Linked DNA regions of Anas platyrhynchos: region 1 is linked to region 2. Evidence: chromatin contacts called from public Hi-C data. All regions are on one chromosome and are shown on one strand. The core of a region is the stretch at or near the end of the contact, and the rest is flanking DNA. Distances in the headings are between cores, read along the strand shown.

Region 1 (7,423 bases), core at 3,063-5,562, 83 kb before region 2:
CTGCAGCTGCAGGGCTCTGCCATGGGAAGAGTCCAAACCCCCGGAGCGGGTGAAGAGGCTCCAGGAGCGATCTTTGCCCTGGCAGCTCAGGTTTCAGCCCCACACGCCTTCACCAGCCTGGAGCCAGCTGACAGGTTATAAAAAGAAAAAAAAAAAAGCCAGCAGCCTCCCTCCCTCCTTCATCATTTCCTACTTCTGTGCTTGACCACGTGGCGTGTCACGGCTGGCAGAAGAAAATCCTGTGCTGGGTGTGCCTGAGGCTCTCCTTGGCTTTTCCCTTCCCTGCCTGTTCCTCCTCTTCACAGCTGCACCTCCCCACCTGGGTTTTGATAGCTCGCATCCCAAATCCACTTTTTGGGTCATTTTTTCCGTTTTTAATGCATCTCTCCAGCCTGCGTGCAGCGATGCGCTTGGGAAAAGCCTCCCTCACACCACCTTGGCTCTGTGTGGCTGCTGACTGCCTGGGGTGGGTGAGATACCTCCCGTTGACCTCTCCACCTCTGTACCCTTGCTTTTTTTTTTTTTTTTTTTTCAGTTGTCACATTCAGAAACCTCCTGGAAATTTGCTCCTGGGGGTTCACCGCCGCCTGCCTGCGCCCTGGGGGTGGCTCCGTGGTCCCCTCCCCCCCTGGCTGGCATGGTGCAGACCCAGCAGGTTTGGGCTCATTCTCACCTGCTGGCTCCAAACCAGGTTGCCCCAAACTCTAAATATTAGCATAAATAGATATAAATAGATATAAATATCCCTGCAGGGGACTGGAGGAGGCCCGGGGAGCACACGCCATACCGTGACCGCCGGCTTCCTGGGCTCCTTTTCACAGCTTTCAAATATCTTCCGCCGCAGCCGGCGGGCTGGGGCCTCCTGCTCGTGGCACTGGCAGGATCTGCAGGATCACTCCGGGTCTGTTGGACACGCTCAGCTGTTCCTAAAGCCTGGACAGAAGGCTGGGCGCCAGCAGGAAGCATCAGCAGGCAGGGACTGAGACGAACAGCTCTGAAAAACATGATCTGAGTGAAACCACAACGTGTGACGCGCACAGAGAGCAGGGCACTTGTTTTACAAAGCTCCTAGGGCACTGGACCCCCCTCCCAAGCTTTTATTCCTCCCAAGTGCAGTAGTGGTGTGTTGGCTTTTCCAATAGCCCAATTATTTTATTACCATGTGCAGAAATGATGCACATGTCTGAAGGACCGGAGGGAAGTGACAGCCACGCTACAAAACCTCACCTGTTTCATTTACAGGCACACCAATGAGGTGTTTTCTGTTCCGTTTTTCTTTGCTCTGTTTTCTAACACACGAGCTTTGAGATCACAACCCAGCAGTCCTTTGCCACCTCCCTCCCTGCTCCACCCCTACAGGATGCTGAATGCACAATTCATTTTTTTGCAAGTGCAATGTGCACTTCAGAAATGGGGGACTGGGGATGTGGATACCTTAAGAAATCTTCCCCAAAAAACACAGAAACCCTGTGACAAAGCCACCGCTAAATACGTTTGATTTGAAATTCATACCTAAATATCAAAATCTCAGTCAATAAGGCAGATCAGTGCTGGGTACAAATTAAAATAATGCTTTTATTGGTGTGCTGAAGCATGAAACATAGATAAAATAATATTAATAATTAAAAAAAAAAAAGATAGATCTGTTCCTTGATGTAGTTAGTAGACAGACATTGCCTTTTTTTTTCCCCAGTAGCCACCCAGAAGGGATTGTCTTCTTTCCCCCACAAACCGCCTTTCCTTATTTTTTTTTATTTATTTATTTGTTCCCACGAAGCCTGAGGCCTGTGCTGAGCACCACGGCTGGGCTGTTTCTCCCAAAAAGAGCACAGCCAAACGTTACACAAAGCACTGAGCATCTCTGCAGCCTTGCAGCTAAAGCCCCGGCGGATCCCAGCAGAAGCAAAGAGCAGGAACTCGGCTCTACAGGAAGGCAACAAACACAGAGTTACAGCTTCCTCCAGGACACGTTTTCCTCCTGAGTTATTGAGGCTTAGAAAAAGCACGAAGCTATCCAGAAAAAGCAAGATCTGAACTCACCAGATTTCTAATAAAGATAAATCTAATACAAGTTTATTCTATAAATATTTTTTTTTGTCCAAAGACAAACATTTATAGAAACTTACAAGAAATATTCCTCTGAAAAACAAACGAGGCTACGGAAAATTACAAAGGATTGGTTGTTTGGATTTTAATTTAGCCTTGCACAGTTGGGCTGTGCTCAGTTCTGTCTGGAAACCCACAGCAGCTCCCTCGGTGCGGTCACTCTCCTCTGTAGTCCTCTTCTGCTTCGTAGGGGTTTTGTTAATCGCTCTTGTCTTCCACTTGGTAATGTCTGTATTCCGGCTTCAGCTCCCACGTGTTTTTGTGGGTCCCCTTCACGTTGTAGATGCCTATTTCTCGGAGGATTTCTTTCAAGTATATCTGAAAGGAAACAAAACCCAAGTTATGAACAAGCTATAAAGGCACGCTTACTTCGTTAGCACGACCAATTAGGAAATAACCCGACAGACAGCAAAACCACCTTTCTTTACATGGTTGAGCAGCACTGCTTTGATGAGGACCCCACTGAAATTAAAGGAGGCTGTAGCGAGGTGGGGGTTGGCCTGTTTTCCCACGTGCCTGGTGACAGGACGAGGGGGAATGGGCTAAAGTTGTGCCAGAGGAGTTTTAGGTTGGATATTTGGAAGAACTTCTTTACCGAAAGGGTTGTTAGGCACTGGAACAGGCTGCCCAGGGAGGTGGTGGAGTCACCATCCCTGGAGGTCTTTAAAAGACGTTTAGATGTAGAGCTTAGGGATATGGTTTAGTGGGGACTGTTAGTGTTAGGTCAGAGGTTGGACTCGATGATCTTGGGGGTCTCTTCCAACCTTGGTGATTCTGTGACTGTGAAATGAACACCACCGGATATTTCAAGACATTTCAAGATGCCACCCAACCAGGTGCTCAAAGATCTCACCCAGGCTCCCGTCTCCCACAGAGGGCAGGGAGAATCCTGCTGGGATTTCACAAGCCCAGCTAAGAGCTCTTGGCTTTTCGGTAGAGGAATCAGCTCGCTTGCACTGGGATTTTCGGTATCTCAAAACCCTGTCTTCTTCTGATCCCACCCAAGCCCCAAGCTGTTGGGTTTTGTACTGCTTTGCAAAGCTTGAGGCGTTTTACTGCTGCCTTGTTTTTAGAGGAGGGTTGAGTAGGTGCCAGAGCATTTCCTAATACACTCAAATATTAAGACTAGGAAGGGAAATTCAAACATTAAGGGAAATTAGGGGGAAAAAAAAAAAAAAGCAGAGGTCTGATAACCAGTAGTATGAACTTTGACACCAGACAGCTCCCAGCTCCTTGTATTAAACACCAGCAATTTGCTGCAGTTTTTTTCAAGAGCCATTTGCCTGCTTGTTTGTTTAAATATTAATCAGCGCTGACTTGGGCTGATCGCCATGGCAACCGCAGGCCACGGTTTAAGCATCTCCACGTTGAATTCATAATTGCTTTCGTCTGAACAATTTAATCCTCCGCGAGTGCTTACACTGAGCAGGAGTTACGGGCACCCTTCTGCTTTCTGTGGCTGCACCTACTCCGAGCTGTAACACGGTAAAGCTTTGCTGATGACCCCAAAAAAGAATCGCCCGGGCTCTTCTTTACACTCTGCTTGTGCTTTGCCAAATGGAAAAACTGGGAAATGAGTAAAAATACGCTTTAAAAATCAAAGTGGCTTTTAGAGAAGGGGATTGTTACTCTCACTTGTGTTACATATGAAAATTTAGGAAGCCCAAACCATCCTGATCCCACACTAACAATGATGTTTAGATGCACGTAGCAAAATGATCCTTAAAAACGTGTCCCAGAGCATCGAGGGCTATCCAAATGAGACCACTTTGTCCAGCAGGATGATATATACACCTGATGGGATGCACTTCTCATTTCTTAGGGTATTTCTTCAACCAAGGTGGCCACAAATGGAGACGAGGGTGTTCACTGCCGGGATGATTTCAGTCTTTGAGCGTGCAAAGCCCAGCAGGTGGCAGCAGGAGATCGATTTCTCCCTGCACACCTTTCCAAGCGCAACCTGATGTAGAGCACTGTCATTATTTGGCAGCCAGGTCACTCAAACAGATGTGCTCACTACAGCAGCAAGGAGGGTGCTGTTGCCCAGAGTGTTTTTTAAGAGGTGATGAGAGCAGGTGAAGACGCTGTTGATGTCGGGGATGTGTAGCTGTGTTTGCTTGCATCTCCCCGGCTTTGTTTGCCATCCCCGTGTGTGCGTGTGAGCTAGCTGTTGGTGCCACCACCAGATACTTCAGGAGATGGCAGAGTGTGGGAGGGAGAAAGGCACTCGGATTCAAGGTTAAGCTCCACTCCTCACCATGCAGACGGCTTCGTGAGAGTGAAAAATGAATAAAAATGCACTTAGGCAGGTGAAGTAGAGCAAAATGCAGTTACTGTGCTGAGAGAGCTGATCTGCAGCTGGGAGCCAAGGCTCCAGGTGGGATGGGAGGAGCACGAGGGATAATCCTGCTCTTCTTCACCTATCTGGAGAGCAAGCAGCGTGCCCAGAGGACACGATGGTTCCTCCCGTGGGATCCCTTCTTCCCCAGGCACCAGGGCCCACCTGCATCTTCAGGCAGGCTCAGCCTGATGCTACAGCATCACGAGAAGCCTCTCACCTCCACATTCCTCCGCAGTGCCAAAAACCACACGTTAGAACCTGGTGAGCACTGATCAGGGACCTGTAACTGCTTCTCACAGAAAGTTTCTATGTATTTGTATACACGTAATCATAATACATAAATTAATCTGTGGGTAATCTGTTTGTATGGTTAAGGCAGCCTCTGCTCTGTTACACATCCTCTATTTTACATAAAAAATGAAATGCTGTTGTAGAATTATGAGATAAAAGCATTTTTGAAAGAGGCATTAACTTCCAAGCTCTGAAAACCCTCCTGAAACTTTCGGCAAAAGAAAACCCCAAACAGACTGAGCATAACCAATACTTAAAGCTGAAAGGTAAGAAAAAACTGCAACCAGTATACGGTATTTTGAAAAAATACAGTTCCTATTAGACCACTGGCTCCGTTTCTTATAAATATTTGATTGCTGACATAAAAAGCAGGTTTTGTTCTCAGCCATTACGCCCAAATCTGGAATTACCGCAACGTTTCCAGGGAGCGCTCTGTATTTTCATCTGGGTAGATGACAACAGATTTGCCCACTAATGCAAATTGTTACTTTTCATTAAAAAGAGAAACAAACAAAGCCGGGCTTCCCTAACGTAACAGCAGTTTGCATTCAGGAACAGCTCGCTTTGGGAGATCATAGTCTCAAAATAAAGATGGCAGCAACTTCCCATGCAACATGGAATATATTCTGTAGCAGGGATTCCACTTGCTGTTTGCACTTACCGTTGGGTACGAAAAATACCCTTATTTATTTGTTATTTCCCTAAAAAAGACTTCGATTCCCTCGGAGAAGAGTATTTTTAATACTATTAACCAGCAATGTAGGCACCTAGGACTTCATTTTAACCAGAGCTGCCGAGACAGCAGCAGCAACGTTTTTTTCTCACTTCTGAAAATAACCTCAACGTTTAGAAACCAGAGGAGAAATTACAGAAAATCTGAGATGCTCTGACAGAAAATAAAGCAGCGAACACCCAGTGGAGATTAATTAACAGCCAACTTCTGCGGCACGGGGACGGCGTGCCTATTCAACCTGTTGGCATTTGCATGGTTTTTTAGGAAGCACAGCTGCCCTGCGAGCAATGGGGTCGCAGTGGGAGCCAGCAATGGATACTTTATTTTCAGAAAAGTAAAAAAAAAAAAACTTTAGGCCAGAGGCTGAAGTTTCTCAGCATCAGGGAAACCTGCAGACGGGGTGGAAGCTGGCAGCGCAGTGGGAGATGACGGCCAGCATTTTTAAATGGAAATGAATGCCACCAGCAAGTCCCTACAGAAGTTTTTAGAGTCCAGTTAGGGAATTGTGACAGCTTGCTTTTGATTTTATCAGTGTATTGGCTACCCACTGAATGAAGAAAGACATCAGGAAGATTTGCTTCGTTTAGAGAATCCAGGCATGAGGATGCTGGAAGGACACAGACACCTACCGCAAAGATCCACCTAGGAATTAACAGCAGATCCCTAATCCTCGCACACAGGATGAAACTGAGACTGCACAGATCACTCAGGGGAAAAAGTCTAACAGCTGGAACGATGTCAGGAACCCTCAGGTAAATAAGAACAGGGGGGCTGTCTTCTAGACCTTGCCTATGCAGCTGGTGCACCATGCTGTGGGCATTCAGGAGCATCTATTGACAGCAGAGATCCACAGTCACGATTAGAAATTTATCATAAAATCATTTATCACATAATAAAATTAATCTGAGGTATTTTCCAAACACAAAATGCCCTTTACGTTTAATCCTTGGGGAGAAGACTAAGACAAAAGCTGGATCATCTTGCCCAGTATTTGGTGCTCAGTGAAGAAACCTGTGTCAGAAGCACAGTTCTTCCAGGCTGCTTTGAGTTCACGCAGCGCCAGGTATGTTCCAGAGGTAAGTGCCTCACAGGGAGAAGAAAACTTTTGTTCTCCCATGGCTTAAGTGGGAGTTGCGGAAGACTATTTCTAGCTGAAGTCATGTTCGGTGGGATAAATCTGCATCTACTTGCATTCCAAATTATCCAGATAGTGACTGTCACACCTATCTCTTACTTAGAAAGAAAAATCCTAACATTTTCTTGCCACTGCCTTCGTATCTTCCTCCCATTCCTTCCTCCTTCTCAGCTTCCATGATCTACCCGCCGCCTCTGCCACGCAGATAAGGAGTTGACTCATTAGATAAATGAATGAAATAGAAAAAATGAATAAAGTATCCAGCTAGTTTCTTCCAGGATACTACAGCACTGTGTAGCTGCATGTATTTGAATTTAACATCTCTGTGCAGCTTCATAACCACACGGATTGTGCACCTTATACTACACAAATCCCCTGGTATGGATATACTCTCTCCTCACCATAAAATGAGCAAAACTGGTAAGCATCTCCATTTTCCCTCCTCTTTTTCAGAGCAATGAATTTTTCCATAATCCAGCTGTCACTGCTCCTTCTTCTGCCCTTAGCTCTAACAACTGTTGAAACTGTTGCTCCGTTTAGACTCAAACGTAATCAATTTCCCTTGAGTTTGCTGCAAACTGCAGCTGGGTTGTGGGCAGACATCAAAGCCAGCTGTGCAACACGTCAAAAAGTACAAAAGATACCAACATCTTAGGAGAAAACAAGCAATAGAAGCTGCTACAAACGCTGTGCAACAGAAGCCAGTGACCCATAAAACAAGGCCAGTTTCAAACTTGACTCCAGGAGCACGGGCAGGGGTTGGGAGCACGATGGTGGGTGAGGCTAAGGTAATGCAAATCACAGGGAAAAAGTCTTT
Region 2 (6,789 bases), core at 2,891-5,390:
ACCCCTCATTCTTGCTGTATTACCGATTCTTACCTACTCATCTTCTCCTATGCATGTTTCTCCTATCCACCTGTAATGTCACGTATTACTTTACAGACATCTGTAAGACTTCACAGAATATCCCAAGATGTAAGGGACCCATGAGGATCACCGAGTCCAACTCTTGGCTCCACACATGCGTACCCAAAAATGCAGACCCTATAACTAAGTGTGCAGCCCAAACGCTTCTTGAACTCCAGCAGGCTTGGTACCATGACTACATCCCCAGGGAGTCTGCCTGACCCCCCTCTGGGTGCAGAACCTATCCCTAACCCCCAGCCTGACCCTCCCCTGTCCCAGCTCCATGCCGTTCCCTCGGGTCCTGTCGCTGTCCCCAGAGAGCAGAGCTCAGCGCCTGCCCCTCCGCTCCCCTCGTGAGGGAGCTGCAGGCCGCCATGAGGCCTCCCCTCAGCCTGCTCTGCTCGGGGCTGAGCAAACCCAGGGACCTCAGCCGCTCCTTTGGGCACTGACAGCTTTGTGCCCTCCTTACACCGTGGCACCAGAGCTGCACACAGTGCTGGAGGACAATCCCTTCCCTCACCCAGCTGGCAGTGCTGGGCCTGATGCACCCCAGGGTGCGGTTGGCCCTCCTGGCTGCCAGGGCACGCTGCTGGCTCCTGTTCAGCTTGTGGGACCACAACCCCCAGAGCCCTTTCTGTGGGGCTGCCCTCCAGCCTCTCATCCCCAAGTCTGTACACACAGCCAGGAAATCAATCACCTCCCTAGCACAAAAGGTAACAGCGTATTGGGGAATTCCCTCACAGACACCATTCCTCTGATCACTCCTCATGCTGTCCTCCGAGCTGCTTCTAGGCCAGCTACATCCTTCCCAAGCAGAGCACCAAGTGACACCCCTCAGCACCCAGACCCGGCACCAGGGAAGCCCCTTCCCCTCTCACACCCCCTCAGGAGGACGCCCAGTGCCTGCTGCCTGCCCCCAGGAGGCTGAGGAGCCGCCTCCAGCCCTAAGATGGCACCGAGCGGCTCCCGGGCCCGCGCCCCGCTCACCTTGACGAGCCACATGCCGGTGTTGTGCTTGGCCCCGCTCAGGTCCAGCTCGCCCTTCTCGCTCATGGCTCGGCCGCCACCGGCCCCCACCGGCCCCGCTCCTGCCCCGGCTCCTCCCGCTGCCCTCCCCCGGCCCCCGAGCACCGACGGCGGCCCAAGGCGGACAAACGGCCCCGGCCGCCAGCGGAGGGGACGGGGGTGGAGGCTGCGGGAGCCCGCCCCGGGGACGCCCAAAATGGCGGCCGGGGGGGAGGGGTTAGGGGAAACACCACAGAGAGAATTCACGTCCCCGAGAGTGCTGATTAAATACAAAATAGCATCGTACTCGCATCATTTCAGGACGTGGGAGGGTGGTTGGCCCCATGGGTATTGCAGAAACACAGAATGGTTGGGGTTGGAAGGGACCTCAAAGCCCACCAGTTCCACCCCCCTGCCATGGGCAGGGACACCTCCTACCAGGCCAGGTTGCCCAAAGCCCCATCCAGCCTGGCCTTGAGCACCTCCAGGGATGGGGCAGCCACAGCTTCTCTGGGCAGCCTGTGCCAGGGCCTCACCATCCGCACAGTTAAGAATCTCCTCCTAACATCTAATCCAAATCTCCCCTCCTTTAGTTTTAATCCATTCCCCCTTGTCCTACCCCTCCACTCCCTGACAGATTCCTTCCCCAGCTTTCCTGCAGGCCCCCTTCAGGCAATATAAGGCCACTATGAAGTTTCCCCAGAGCCTTCTCCACACTGAACAACCCCAATTCTCTCATCTTGTCTTCATAGGAGAGGTGTTCTATCCCCTTGATCATCTTCATGGCCCTCCTCTGGACTTGTTCTAGTAGGTCCTTGTCCTTCTTATAATGGAGGCCCCAGAGCTGAAGGCAGCACTCCAGGGGGGGTCTCAACAAGAGCAGAGCAGAGGGGGACAATCACACCCTCCCCCTGCTGGCCACACCATTTTTGGTGCAGGCCAGGATATAGTTGGCTTTCTGGGCTGCAAGCACACACTGCTGGCTCGTGTCAAGCTTCTCAACAACCAACACCTCCTGGTCCTTCTCCTCCAAGCTGCTCTCAATCCATTCAGAGTTTCCAGGAGGATCTGTCTTGTTTCCACCCTCTGTAAGCTTCCATTTTCTACTTGTGTTTGGCCAGGAGCTCCTTGTCCATCCATGCAGGCCTCCATGCAGGCCATGTGGCATTCTTCCCCAGCTTCCTCTTTGTTGGGATGCATTGTTCCTGAGCTTGGAGGAGGTGTTCCTTGAATATTAACCAGCTTTCTTGGGTCCTTCTTCCCTCCAGGGCTTTGTCCCCATAGTGCTCTACCAAGCAGATCTCTAACTCCTCTTGGTTATTCCCCATGCTACGTGCATTACCATAGAGACATTTAAGTTGGGTCGCTGATGAAACTCAGGGATACTCCTCAGACCGCTCCTGGCAGTATCACTGGTGCCACATGGAACAATAGCAGTGGATAACAACAACCTCAAAAAACAACCAGACAGGGAATGGAAATGCTGTGCATGTTCCCTTCCATGACTTCCAGTTCCTCTGTCCAGGAGGCAGAGGGACACCAGGAGCTCTAGCCAGCAGTGAAACCAAATTCTTCCTCATAGGACTCCCCAGCATAAGGGCAGTGGGGAAGAGGGGATCAGGAATATGCTTATAGCTTTCACATGTGTATGTGTGCAGGGGAAAAGGGAAGAGGGAAATGGGTTCTCCAGGTTCCCCTTGGAAAGAAAGTGGAGAATTCAGCTTGGCTTGCAGAAAAGGGCGCTTACTCCTATTAAGGACGTGAAGCACTGGATCTGGCTGCTCCAGGGGGGACACAGTCTCAGGCACTGAACGTTTCTGGCTTTTGTGCGGCTGGTTCTGCTCTGAGAAGGGCTGCTGCACTCAGATCCCCTCTGTACAGCCCTTTGGGCCCTACTGTATGACTTGTTCGCAAGCACTGGGAGCTTTTCTCCATGTCTAGACTAAGCTTCCCCTGTTGCACTTGGAGCTCATTATTTCTTTGCTGTTCACTGTGGACGTGGAAAGCATTTGATTACCTTCAGCTCTGCAGTTTCACTTTATCCCTTTACTGAGACAGATCCCTTTGCTTTGTCGCCAGTGTACTCAGCCACCTCAGGTCATCCAATTTGGTCTCTCAGCTCCCGTTTACTAGACCTCTGGTCACGCCTATTGCTCTCTGAATTCTCTGCCGTGTGGGTTCACGTCTTCCTTGAAGTGTGGTGCACAACAGCGAAGGCCATATTCCCTCTGAGACTACACTAGCACCAAGCAAAGCATAACCCTGGCTCGTTATGCAAGGCATTGCTCACATGGCTTGAAAGCAGGCTCAGTAGGACATCTCAGGTAGGGCAGTCTGTCTTTTGAATTGCAGGCAAGCACCTAGCTAACCAAGAAGGGCAATGCTTTTTGTATGCCTGAAGGGACAGCAGCTAACATGGAAATACTCTGATAAGGATTAATTATGTTTCATATATTTGGGGTTGGTTTAGTTTTATGTTAGAACTATACGTGTCTGTAGAATTCATCTGGGAGGGTGGCTTAATCTATACAGTTAGTCAGCTGCCACTAAAAACAGATTTCATTAAGATTTCATTAACAGATTTCATTAAGACAACAGTCACTCCAGAGTGTCTCCTGCAATACAAAGATGTAATTTCTGGATGCAGCATGCCCCGCTGATGCTCTGTGCTGGTGATAGTGCAGTTTTTTTCCTGGGGGCTCTAAGGATGGCCTGGGGGCACTCCCTCTAAGGGAGGCCCAGAGGCATGGCCGGATAGCCAAGGCAATATGGGGGCAGCCGTGACCTCACTCTCTCCTCCAGTGTAACTCCACAAAACTCTGCACCCAAATCCTCTCTGGGCACTTCCCAGCTGACATATTGCTCCCTGCCCTGCTGTAAGGCAGCTTGGGGATGGGTCTGGCACAAATGAGGAGCTCAGCAATATCATTTTCCTCTAGAACAGGCAGCAAGTTAGCGACAAAGTTGTCTCCCTGCCTCCTGTTTCAGTTCTGTTGGTATGCTCAGGTCACACCCACCACCACTTAAAAACCAGATAGAGGAGGGAAGGAATTTTTCTGGCCCATGTAAGATGGCCAGCAGTGTGTTGTTATGGCTGGGTTGCTCTTGTCAATGCCACATCCCTTCCCTAGGGCTGGTAATTGCAGGTGAAAAGTGGCATGCAAAAGCAAAGGCAGCATGAGGAGCTGGCTTGTGACTTGTTGGAGAAGGCTCTGTTCAGGGGTGCCCAGCGCCAGGCCAGGGGCAGTGGGCACCAAGGGGCAGGCAGGAGGCTCCCTCAGAGCACCAGGCAATCTCCCAGACCCTATTCTCTCTTTCCCCTCCCCCGGCCGCCATTTTGGGCGTCCCCGGGGCGGGAGCTCGGAGCCTCCAGCCCCGTGTCCGCCATCGGCCGGGGCCGTGCCATGGGGCGAGAGGGGCGAGAGCTGGACCTGAGCGGGGCCAGGCACAGCACCGGTGTGTGGCTCGGCAAGGTGAGCGCTTTATTTGACAGCGGGGGGGTTGTAACAGCAGCCAGGGGTTTCCTATAAGCTCGGGGTTTTGCGTGCTGAGCCGCCTTTTCTTTCCGGGACAGCTCCTTTCCCAGCCGGCAGGGAAGTTACAGGCACCAGGCTGTGCCTTGTTATGTGCGGGCATCCTTTTTCTTAGCTCTGTGTGCCGTTCTTGTAGAAAAGCTGTTGTTCCGTGTTACCTTTTCCAGACCTGACAAAGCAAGCATTCCCAATTTAAGAGCAGCTTGAGTGGCAATTTGTGGCTTTTCAAAAGTATTTGAATCGTTCCAGTGTAAAATATAAACATAGATGAACAGATTTCCTTCCCCTTTAGAAGGGATGTTGTTGTTTATCGATGTTATGCAGAAGTCCAGTACTTGTAAATTTTCGAGAAGTATTTATGCATGAAGGTGAAGAGTAAAGGTGATCTTAAAATGTGTATGTGAGCCATCAGGAGGATGCCGCAACACCCATCTTCTTGCTTGCCTCAGTAAGGACTTGGTGCCCAACACCATGAAAGCGTCCTTTGCATCTGTGAAATCCCAGGTGTATTAAAGGAGAGCTTAATTCATGGTAAGCTAGAGCTTTTCTTGAACCCCCCCTCTTGGTTTGGGGGGTTCACCGCTGCCCTTGCCATGGCCTGAGCTCATGTTCGTGCTTGTGGCTGGATTTTGATTTCCCCCTCTCAGGTCCTGGTCATAACATTGCTACAGCGGGGCTGCACTGGTCAGGTTGTCCTTCAACTCAGAGGCCATAATGAGAGTAATTCAGTTCACATCACGTTACGTTTGATTGCCCAAAAGCTCAGAGAGTGGAGATCATCCTAAGTCCAGCCTCTGCCTGATGTATTGTGAGGATTCTGTCACCTGGATATTTCGGCAGGTGATAATTGTTTGGGTTTTCATAAGCTTTGAGGAATATGATGGCAGATTATTAAAGAGCTCTTTCCAGTACAGCAGGCACAGTTTGTAGTCTGTTTTGAGCTGTGCTCACCATTGGAAATAAATTCTCACCTTTGTGTGTTCCTGGAGGTAGCTTAATTATCACACTACTTGCTGAGTTGCTGTCCAAAAGTGAATCGGTGACGTTAAAAGGCATCACAAAACCTTTCTTCTCTTCCCTCCTCCAAGGGAAAGCAAACTGAAGTTGACAGCAGTTTGCTGATGCTGTGCCTTAAAGGGCAGTGAGAGACCAGAAGGAGCAAATTTGGCCTTGGTGTTGGAGAAAGAGCAGCGTGCGTTTGGCCTCAGCTTCCTAAAGCAGGGCCCCTGGTACCATTCTGAGGGATCTGTATCACCTGCAGAGGGCTGGCAGATGGCAAGTGGCACCTCAGAGAAACCCACAACCTTCTTGAGCAGCACCTCGTAAGCAAGCTTTTGACAATTAATTTATATTTGAACTGCTATTCTGTTTATTTCTAAGATACTGAAAATGTTTGGGTTTAACCCCCAGACACTACAGGACATACGAGGAAGGAATGGGACAAGGGCTGCTCTGAAAGTTCAATTTTGATTTGTATCTGTGATGTGTGTCATTCACCAGCCTCCTACAGTGAGAGTTGTCATAATCTATCATGAAGAATGATTGTCTGACACTTCTAAGATACACATCATCTTGTATCTCCAAATAACGATTAAGCAATTTATCATCATGACAGATCTCTTGAGGTAGGGATGTCAAAACTGGTCTGCTCCTGTATTTTACAAACAACAGAAAAGCCTTTTTTTCCCTGAACAGATCAAGTATCAGCTTTGCTGCAGACAACTTAGTTTATGATACTGTTGTTTCCTCTTCTTGATAATGTATTATTTTATTTTTCTAACCTTTGACTATGATGATTAATTTTGTATTTTGTTTTAATCTTATTTCACTATTTTGTATTTCAGTACACCTTTAGAGACAGCATATTCCCTGCTGACTCTTGACTTCGTATTGATTTCCCCTTCAAACATGGGGCTGTATTTTTTAATGTTTAATTGCATCTCATTTGCAGCAGGTGATAATGGAGTGAATTGAACTTGAGACTAACAAGAAGGGAAATGAGACATGGTTCCTCAATTAAAACCCAGCATGGAGTGTCTTTCATCCTTAACTACTTTACAACACAATTTATTATGAAAGCTTTATATCTCTGTAGTTTTCCGTTTGTTTGTATACAGAGAGGGAACTGTTTTATTAGCTTGGCTTTTCAAGGTAGTTATTCCCCTTCTCCACCAGCTCCTTCTTTAGAAAA

The links. A called contact is a pair of places that touch in the nucleus more often than the background predicts.
Region 1: a Hi-C map of skeletal muscle shows a contact between it and region 2, with 4 times the contacts expected there. The contact joins the enhancer-like site here to the promoter of LOC101800907 in region 2. A contact is called at or near these places in 6 of 8 Hi-C or Micro-C datasets (F1 follicle, F5 follicle, liver and 2 more).

What each region holds. Positions count from the first base shown.
Region 1 is chr1:177,161,705-177,169,127 of IASCAAS_PekinDuck_T2T, reverse strand. GTF2F2 (general transcription factor IIF subunit 2) reads right to left here. Exons shown (of 9, transcript XM_027471966.3): 9 at 1,551-2,424. The coding sequence ends at 2,305. Among named protein-coding and RNA genes, the nearest start is that of TPT1, 8.4 kb to the left of the region's middle. Within about 2 kb of position 4,312, at least 1 of the 8 cell types and tissues checked has an H3K27ac peak or open chromatin away from gene starts, as enhancers often do.
Region 2 is chr1:177,079,344-177,086,132 of IASCAAS_PekinDuck_T2T, reverse strand. It overlaps LOC101800907, which reads left to right and starts at 4,140. Exons shown (of 7, transcript XR_003501308.3): 1 at 4,140-4,538; 2 at 5,687-5,920; 3 at 6,009-6,223. It overlaps GTF2F2 (general transcription factor IIF subunit 2), which reads right to left and starts at 1,257. Exons shown (of 9, transcript XM_027471966.3): 1 at 1,048-1,257. The coding sequence starts at 1,113.